2 separate regions of the Danio rerio genome follow, and region 1 is linked to region 2. A link is a contact called in public Micro-C data. All regions are on one chromosome and are shown on one strand. Each heading gives the region's core, a stretch centred on a gene start, on an enhancer-like site or on the middle of the called end of the contact. The rest is flanking DNA. Distances are from core to core; before and after follow the strand shown.

Region 1 (3,868 bases), core at 1,352-3,851, 90 kb after region 2:
CCACATTGTACTCACTGTTTCGGAAAATCTTCCCCCATGCATTTTCAGAAAGTTTTGGTTTAAGTGACCATATACTTTGTTTTCGTGTGGACAAACAGCCAAACCACAGAAAAAAAAGCTGGTTTTGAAATACCCTGTTTATGTGGACAAGACAGTAAACCTTTAATCTACCTTTTCAAAAGAAAGGAAAGAAAAATACAGTAAAATACCCAAACTACCTACTGTAACACAAAAACACAGATCAAACCATTTTCACAAATAAACTGTCTATAGACTTACTATCCCAACATAATTTGTACAATTTTTACGAACTATTTACAAAGACAAGCTACTATGCTTAAGGGACTTTCCAAGAAATAGAGTGAAACAGGCAAAAGTGTCAAATATACCGTAAATCAAAAGAAAGAAAACAAAACAAATAACAAAGCAAACAGTTCCCCTCAAATAAATGCTGGCTCCGTGAGCAGAACAGGTCTCTTTAAGAAAATTAATGCATCAAAAATCTTACTGTTCTAATACTAATATATTTAAAGTAATGTACATTTAGACAGCAGTTTTGCCGTTGATCGTTGATCCTAGTTGTAAGGGCGACAAATAATAACTTGACTTATAGTTGATCATTTATAAAAGGTCGATTTTTCTGATAAGTCATCTGTTGAACTGCATCACAATCATCACAAATACAGAAGACCTATTGGAACCTACATGGACCCAAGATTCTCACAGAAATTAGTCAAGTTTGGTGAAGGAAAAATCATGGTTTTATCAGTATAGGGTGTGCGAGAGATCTGCAGAGTGGATGGCAACATCAGCCTGAGGTATCAAGACATTTGTGCTGCCCTTTACATTAGGAGAGGGCAAATTCTTCAGCAGGATAGCGCTTCTTCTCATACTTCAGCCTCCACATCAAAGTTCCTGAAAGCAAAGAAGGTCAAGGTGCTCCAGGATTGGCTAGCCCAGACACCATACATGAACATTATTGAGCACGTCTAGGGTGAGATTGGGGGGGCAGAACTCTGAGAGTCCTGCAAGAACCCTTTGTATGCCATGTATTCTAAACTCTAAATTATTTCTGTTACATGAAAAGACTTTTGTCTAAGCAAAGTCAGACCTTACTGTTCTAATTAAATAATTAAAAATCAAAGCATGGTCATATTTTATTTTGGGAAATTAAGCGTAATCTAGAGGCCTTTGTCTTTCATATAAGTCACTTCTACTACCAAATGCAGCCACAGGATAACGGTGCCAGTGCACTCACCACACACCAGATGCAGGTGGAGAGGAGAGGTTGTGATGATGGCCATGATGGGTTTGCACTGAGGGAGGCAATTTGACCAGTTAACCCTTCATGACCACAGTAAGTCTGGACTATGGTATAACGCCTTATTCAAAAGACAGTGCTCATTAATAGTATTGATCACAATTCACAATTCTCCAGTAGTATCGGGATGCAGACTTGGATTTGCAAGCTGAGACTGCATATCTCAGACATGCAATGTCAGACACGATGCACTCAATGTTGCTACTGACGTCACTATGAAGGGTAGGGTTAGGGGTGGGGTTACGTGTGCACATTAAAAAGCATTGCATGCAGCTCATCTTGCAACTGCACCAAGTCTGCATTCAGAACCCTCTCTGATACTTGGGCATTTGAACTCACACACACACCACAGGGTGAGCACCCCCTGCTGGCCTCACAAACACCTCTTTCAACATACATTACTTGTATGTATGTACATGTATGTGTGCATGCTTTACAATTATTCATATTCTTGCACTTTTACTATGTAACACACTGTTTGTACCATGTTTATTACTTTAAATGTGGCTTGACATTAAGAGTTAATGTGTCAAAAAAAACATGTTCAGAACTCGAAGTTTAGAAACTCATCTAAAACCTAAACATGTAATTGTTTTACACCATCGTCTGTTGTTGTCTGCACATTTTAGCAAGTGCTTGAATTTCTTTTAACAAATAGCATTGGCTAAACACTCTCTGGCTCAGCCTGCTTGCTGGACTAGTACTCTCTCGCTATTGGTTGAACTGGAAAGTTGATTTTATCAGAAGACAGATTTTATCAAACTATTCTGGTATCCGGAAGGTTTACTTTTGACACTTTTGTGGCCAATAGTTACATAGTTACAGTACACAATGAATTTGACCAAGTTGGAGACCTTTATGAGTATTTGTTCTGCACAGAGAAAGTGACAGAAATGAATAGTGTGTTAAAGTACTTCTGAATGTTGAGCCCTTTAGTGAAGGAGTTTATAGAGAGGTGTTTGCAGAAGATCAGACTATAAGCGAGTAGACTGAGCTGTCAAATATAATGTTAATATGGAAGCTGAAACTGCAGCTTTCCTGTGCAGCACATGTCGTTTCCTGTGAGTGCTTTGTGGTTTATTTGTATGTTTCCCCAAACTGCTGCATCTGTCAGACCGAACTGTGAGCTTCTTGCATGAAAAGTTTCAGCCAATCCAAACACACCACTCCCTCTCTGAAGAAGCTTCTGTTCATATTCCGGATGTTGTAGTGCAATTTAAAAATAAATGTAAATCCTTATTTGTTGAGAACTAATCTAAATATTTTAGGGGAATTGTCCATGAGGTTATGGTTTTCACTCATTTTACATATTTTGTAAGACATGTAGAACAGTACAATCAGTTACTGTATAAATATGGCCAGTATTGAATCTGATCTACAATCATTGACAAGCAGAATATTTCACTTTGGTGTGTTTTATAATTTAATTTATTAATTTAGATTTTTAGGTATCTTTATTCCAGAGTTTAGTAACACAGGGGACAGTCTAATATGCTGATTGGCTGCTCAAGAAGCCTTCTATATAAATGCGAAGGTCAGTGTGGTCAGGTTGATCTACTGTGATGTCCACAAAGGAACATTACTATTGTGATTAGTGGGTTTTGATCAGATTCAGACGGTTGGCTTTGCTGCTCAGCCTTTGACGTCTATGAATAGACTGGAGTTTCTGTGCTCTCGCTTTTAATTGTAATAAGGGTTCACTGATGAACAAAGCACCTAAAATGAGTGCATCTGCTTTTGAAGAGGGCAGGATGTGATCATAGAACCCTACACCTGCACACTGTGTGTTTGAGCGCATGTGTGGGTAAGATTTTGACTACATTATTGGATCCAATGTCACAGTACACAGCTACACTACGAAATTTACACTATGGGGTAAATATTCTTTAAAATAAATTTGAAATGTAGGTCATTTTCTGTAAGGGTTGCATCGTACTCTGATCAGCCACAAATTTTGGACAGTTTGTTCATTGTTTGTTCCTCAACATGTTTTCTGATTGACAGCAAATAAAATATGAAAAACATTTTCTGAAAAATGTAACTGAATAATTTAATTGTTTGAAGTGGAACAAAAAAAAAAAAATGCAGGACAACTAATATAAGTTTTTGATCCACTTCAATTATTGACTACTATAAGCTACCTGACAAAAGTCTTGTCACCTATCCAAGTTCTAGTTGATCATTTGGTTTCAGAATTGTCTTATATAAAAGGCAAAGGCCTCTAGATTACGTTTATTGCACAAATGTCTTAATACCTCAGGCTGTTGATGTTGCCATCCACTTTTCAGGTCTATCGCACTCTCCCATACTGAATGTAACCCAAAACCATGATTTTTCTTTCATCAAACTTGATGTATTTCTGTGAGAACCTTGGGTCCATGTGAGTTCTAATCTGTCTTCTGCAGTATTTGTGATGATTGTGATGCCCTTCAACAGATAAATTGTCTGAAAAATCTACCTTCTGCCACTTTTCCAAAAGATTAACTAGAAGTCAAGTTATTATTTGTCACCCTTACAACTCTTACAAAGTCATTCTTAAACTAATAA
Region 2 (3,968 bases), core at 235-2,734:
TGAAAAAATATGTTATTATAAGTGATAATTTACGATCATATCATGCTCTTCCGGAAAAAGATGGTTTGCACTCTCCAGGTTGGAGGAAAGTCCTTACCCCAGGTGGAGGAGTTCAAATATCTTGGGGTTTTGTTCACAAGTGAAGGAAGGATGGAATGTGAGATTGAAAGGTGTATTGGTGCAGCGACAGCAGTTATGGGGTCAGTATATCAGTCTATTGTGGTAAAGAAGGAGCTGAGCCGAAAGGCAAAGCTCTCGATTTACCGGTCAATCTACGTTCTACTCTCACCTATGGTCATGAGCTTTGGGTCATGACCGAAAGAACAAGATCTCGGACACAAGCAGCCAAAACGAGTTTCCAATGCAGGATGTAAGGGCGCACCCTTATAGATTGGGTGAGGAGCTCTGTCACCCGGGAGGAGCTCAGAGTAGAGCCGCTGCTCCTTCACATCGAGAGAAGTCAGCTGAGGTGGCTTGGGCATCTGTTTCGGATGCCTACTGGGTGCCTACCTAGAGAGGTGTTCCAGGCAAGTCCCACTGTGAAGAGGCCTCGAGAAAGATCCAGGACACGCTGGAGGGACTTTGTCTCTTGGCTGGCCTGGGAATGTCTCGAGATCTCCCCGGAGGAGCTGGAGGAAATATGGGGTTCTCTCCTAAGACTGCTGCCTCTGCAACACGGCCCCGGAAAAACAGTTAAAATAGAGTTGAGAGATGAGATCATATTATTGTGCAAGGTAATGATTTAACATGATTTACTAATATTAGTCCTCACAAATGAATGTGCAGTTCTGAAATGAATTAGATTATTAGGGTGCACTGTTTTATGTGTAACTGGCTTGTACTCATGCCAGTTTAATCAATGATCGAGGACTTTTAGTTACCTGAATTATTTTTCATATTCACTCATGTCCTTTTATTTTTTCTTACAAGCTATGCAAATTAAAGTACCGTTTTGGTGCGTTTTGTACAACCGGTCATGTGATGTCAACATGTAAAATGCCCATGAGGGGGCGACCCGCTCCATGCAGAATAAAATCACCCTTTTTCCCCCAGCACTTATCTTTATCTCTCATGGCAGTAAATGTTTATAACGTTATCTCTAAAACCTAAACGCTTTGTTTAAGAGTAGAACAGTTTAATTACAAAAAATAAATACCGACTGCACCTTTAAGTTTGAACCCAAATAGGCGTTCATCCGACCTACTCCATATTCAGTATCAACAAGGCAGCATGATTGGCAGATTCCCTTCAATTATAAATGTTCACGAGCCTCATAATTCATCAGCTCGTAAATGTTTCCACACTGTCTCCTTCTCGTAATGCTGTCGAGCGGATTTTAATGTAAATGCGTAAGAGGTTTGACAGAATCTCTATCAATCAGCTCTGCTCGCCAAAGGTAAATGAGTGGGAGGGTGGGAGGAGTCTTGTAACAGCGCGTCAGTGTGTGTCTGGGTATGTGTGTGTGTGTGTGTGAAAAGAGAGAGAGAGAGTGTACCGGTGAAGGCACTTGGGCGGAGAAGGAAGCGAAGCATCGCGCCTGAGAGTTGATCGCAGTCTGAAGCTTTTGCGTTACATGTGCGCAACTCACTCCAGTGTCCAGGCTCGTGCAAACTTTCCCCGCTTTTAGAATGGCAGAGCCGGCGAACAGCGATGGAGAGGAGAGGAGCGCACCCATGAGGGGTTTTGCCCGGCAAGGCGCCCTGAGACAGAAGAACGTTCACGAAGTCAAGAACCACAAGTTTATCGCTCGCTTCTTCAAGCAGCCTACTTTCTGCAGCCACTGCACGGACTTTATCTGGTAAGGAGTTTGCGGGCTTTGCAAGGTGTATGGCAAGCTGTTAAAACAGTGAGATAGGAAGGCTAATTCGTTTTTTTGTGATATTAGTTTTGATTTGTGCTGCTAATGAATGTATTAGGGACTATTATTTAAACGTTTTCATGACAATATGCATTGTGCATAGGCCTATTGCTATATTCTTAGTAGGTTATGCACTTATTAGTCTTTTTATTTAACTTTTTTGATGGTTAACTTTTTTATATAGTGATGAAGAGTACTTGAATCTCTTCTAAAAAGTATGTTAAATCCACCATTAATAAATTGTAATTCATTTATTTTTAATTGAAGGCCCTGATAGACTTACCTTGTTACTTTTCTAAATTAAAATTAATTTAAGATTTTATATGAAGATCTAAATGAAATTCGCACAGCCGACTGTGGAATTTAGATGAATATTGTGGATTTTTTTTGCAAAAAAGATGAACACGCAACTAAAATTACTGCTGCAAAAGAAAACAACAGCTAAGAAAGCGTCTATACTTAGCAATGTTTACATTTGGATAAATTTGACACATAAATCGATAGTTCACCCTAAAACATAAATTCAGTCATCATTAATTTACTTGTCCTCCATTTGTTTCAAATTAGTTTGAGCCTCTTTCTTTTGAACACAAAGTATATTTGAAAATATTTATAAAAATGTTTAAAACCTGTAGTCATTGATTTACAATGGATGTCAATGGCTACCAATTTCGAACATTCTTCAGAACATTTTATTGTGCGTTTAACAGAATAAAGATAAAGGTCTGGAACCCTCTTGAGGGTGAGCAAATAGTGCATAGTTTTTCAGTGAAATATCCCTTTAAACAGTCATGTCACGCTTGCAATAGCACTTACAATAATGTTGCTTTGCAGGGATTCTCAATCTCGGTCCTGGAGGTCCGGTGTCCTGCAGATTTTAGCTCCAACCCCAATCAGACACACTTTGCCTAGCTAATCAAGCTCTTACTAGGCATTCTAGAAACATCCTTGCAGGTGTGTTGAGGCAAGTTGGAGCTAAAAACTGCAGCACACTGGACCTCCTGGGCCGAGTTTTAGAAACCTTGCATAAAAAACGGTCAGTATTGATTGGATTAGATTAGATTTTAATATTTACTGAATTGAATAAAATGAAATGTTGATATTCAAGTCTAAGAAAACAGAGCCTCAGAGCCTCACCTACCTATTACATAATTATCAGAGATTATTGGTAATTTGAAGGTGTTTACTTGCTTAAGTAAATGTTTCTGGAAAGCTCACTTTTGACAAGCTGTTTCATGAAATGAGCTTGTAACAAACTTAGCTTTGACCTGATTTTCTTTTCTTTCTTTTTCTTTTTAATGTGTGACAACATATTAAAAAAGATTTTTTAGATTTTATTTAAAAGTGTATTGAGGCCTTAAATGTCAAAGTGGCTTTCCATGGATGTGGACCTGTTACAGCTCAGGTGTAAAACTGTCCACTTTGCCTTTAGACCTACAATGTGCAGCATAATTGAGTACACCCATTTTGAAAATGAATATTTTTTTCCATTTCTCAGTGAATATAGGCAATTTTGGTGCGTTTGAACAAAATTGATTTCTTAAATAGATATTTATTAAAATAATATTTTAGCCACCAAACATCTTTAAAAATAGAAATGTAATACAATTAAATTTAAGCGAAATGTTGAAAAAAGAAATTGCAAAGTACAAAATTTTAAGCAAATATTTTCATTTTTTGTTTTTTTTTCTTTTTTTTGTTAGATAATAGATCTAGTTTTGTCTTCAGTTATGACTAATCTAATGTTTATGCACAAATATAGTATTGTATAGCTTCCTATAAAAAATATGAATTTAAAAGATAGATTTGTAAGGGGTGTACTTGTATATGCTGAGCAATGTATGTACCTTCTGTCTACAGAGGCAGTTTCTTTAATGGGCATCTTCTTTTTTTAGGGCTCAGCTGACTCGCCTATACCCAAAATGTGGTTTTAGTAAGAGCTCCCTTAATTTTGAGAAACAATGATTTAACTAAACAAAGGATGTAAATTGTAGAGTCAAATAAAAATGTAGAAATATGAATAAAAAATAACATAATTGCATAGTGCAATAAGAAATTTTTACTAAGAGGTAACCATAAAATGATAAAATTCTATGAATTAGTTATGCAA

Evidence for each region. A called contact is a pair of places that touch in the nucleus more often than the background predicts.
Region 1: a contact with region 2 is called in a Micro-C map of caudal fin, with 9 times the contacts expected there. The contact joins the enhancer-like site here to the promoter of prkcbb in region 2. A contact is called at or near these places in 3 of 18 Hi-C or Micro-C datasets (caudal fin, embryo and an unstated tissue) and 1 of 4 datasets of contacts at active chromatin or transcription factors (caudal fin).

The regions. Positions count from the first base shown.
Region 1 is chr3:33,949,665-33,953,532 of GRCz12tu, forward strand. The region is part of intron 3 of prkcbb (protein kinase C, beta b); the gene reads left to right. Among named protein-coding and RNA genes, the nearest start is that of prkcbb, 89 kb to the left of the region's middle. Within about 2 kb of position 2,602, at least 6 of the 62 cell types and tissues checked have an H3K27ac peak or open chromatin away from gene starts, as enhancers often do.
Region 2 is chr3:33,860,797-33,864,764 of GRCz12tu, forward strand. prkcbb (protein kinase C, beta b) reads left to right here and starts at 1,485. Exons shown (of 17, transcript NM_200978.1): 1 at 1,485-1,798. The coding sequence starts at 1,629.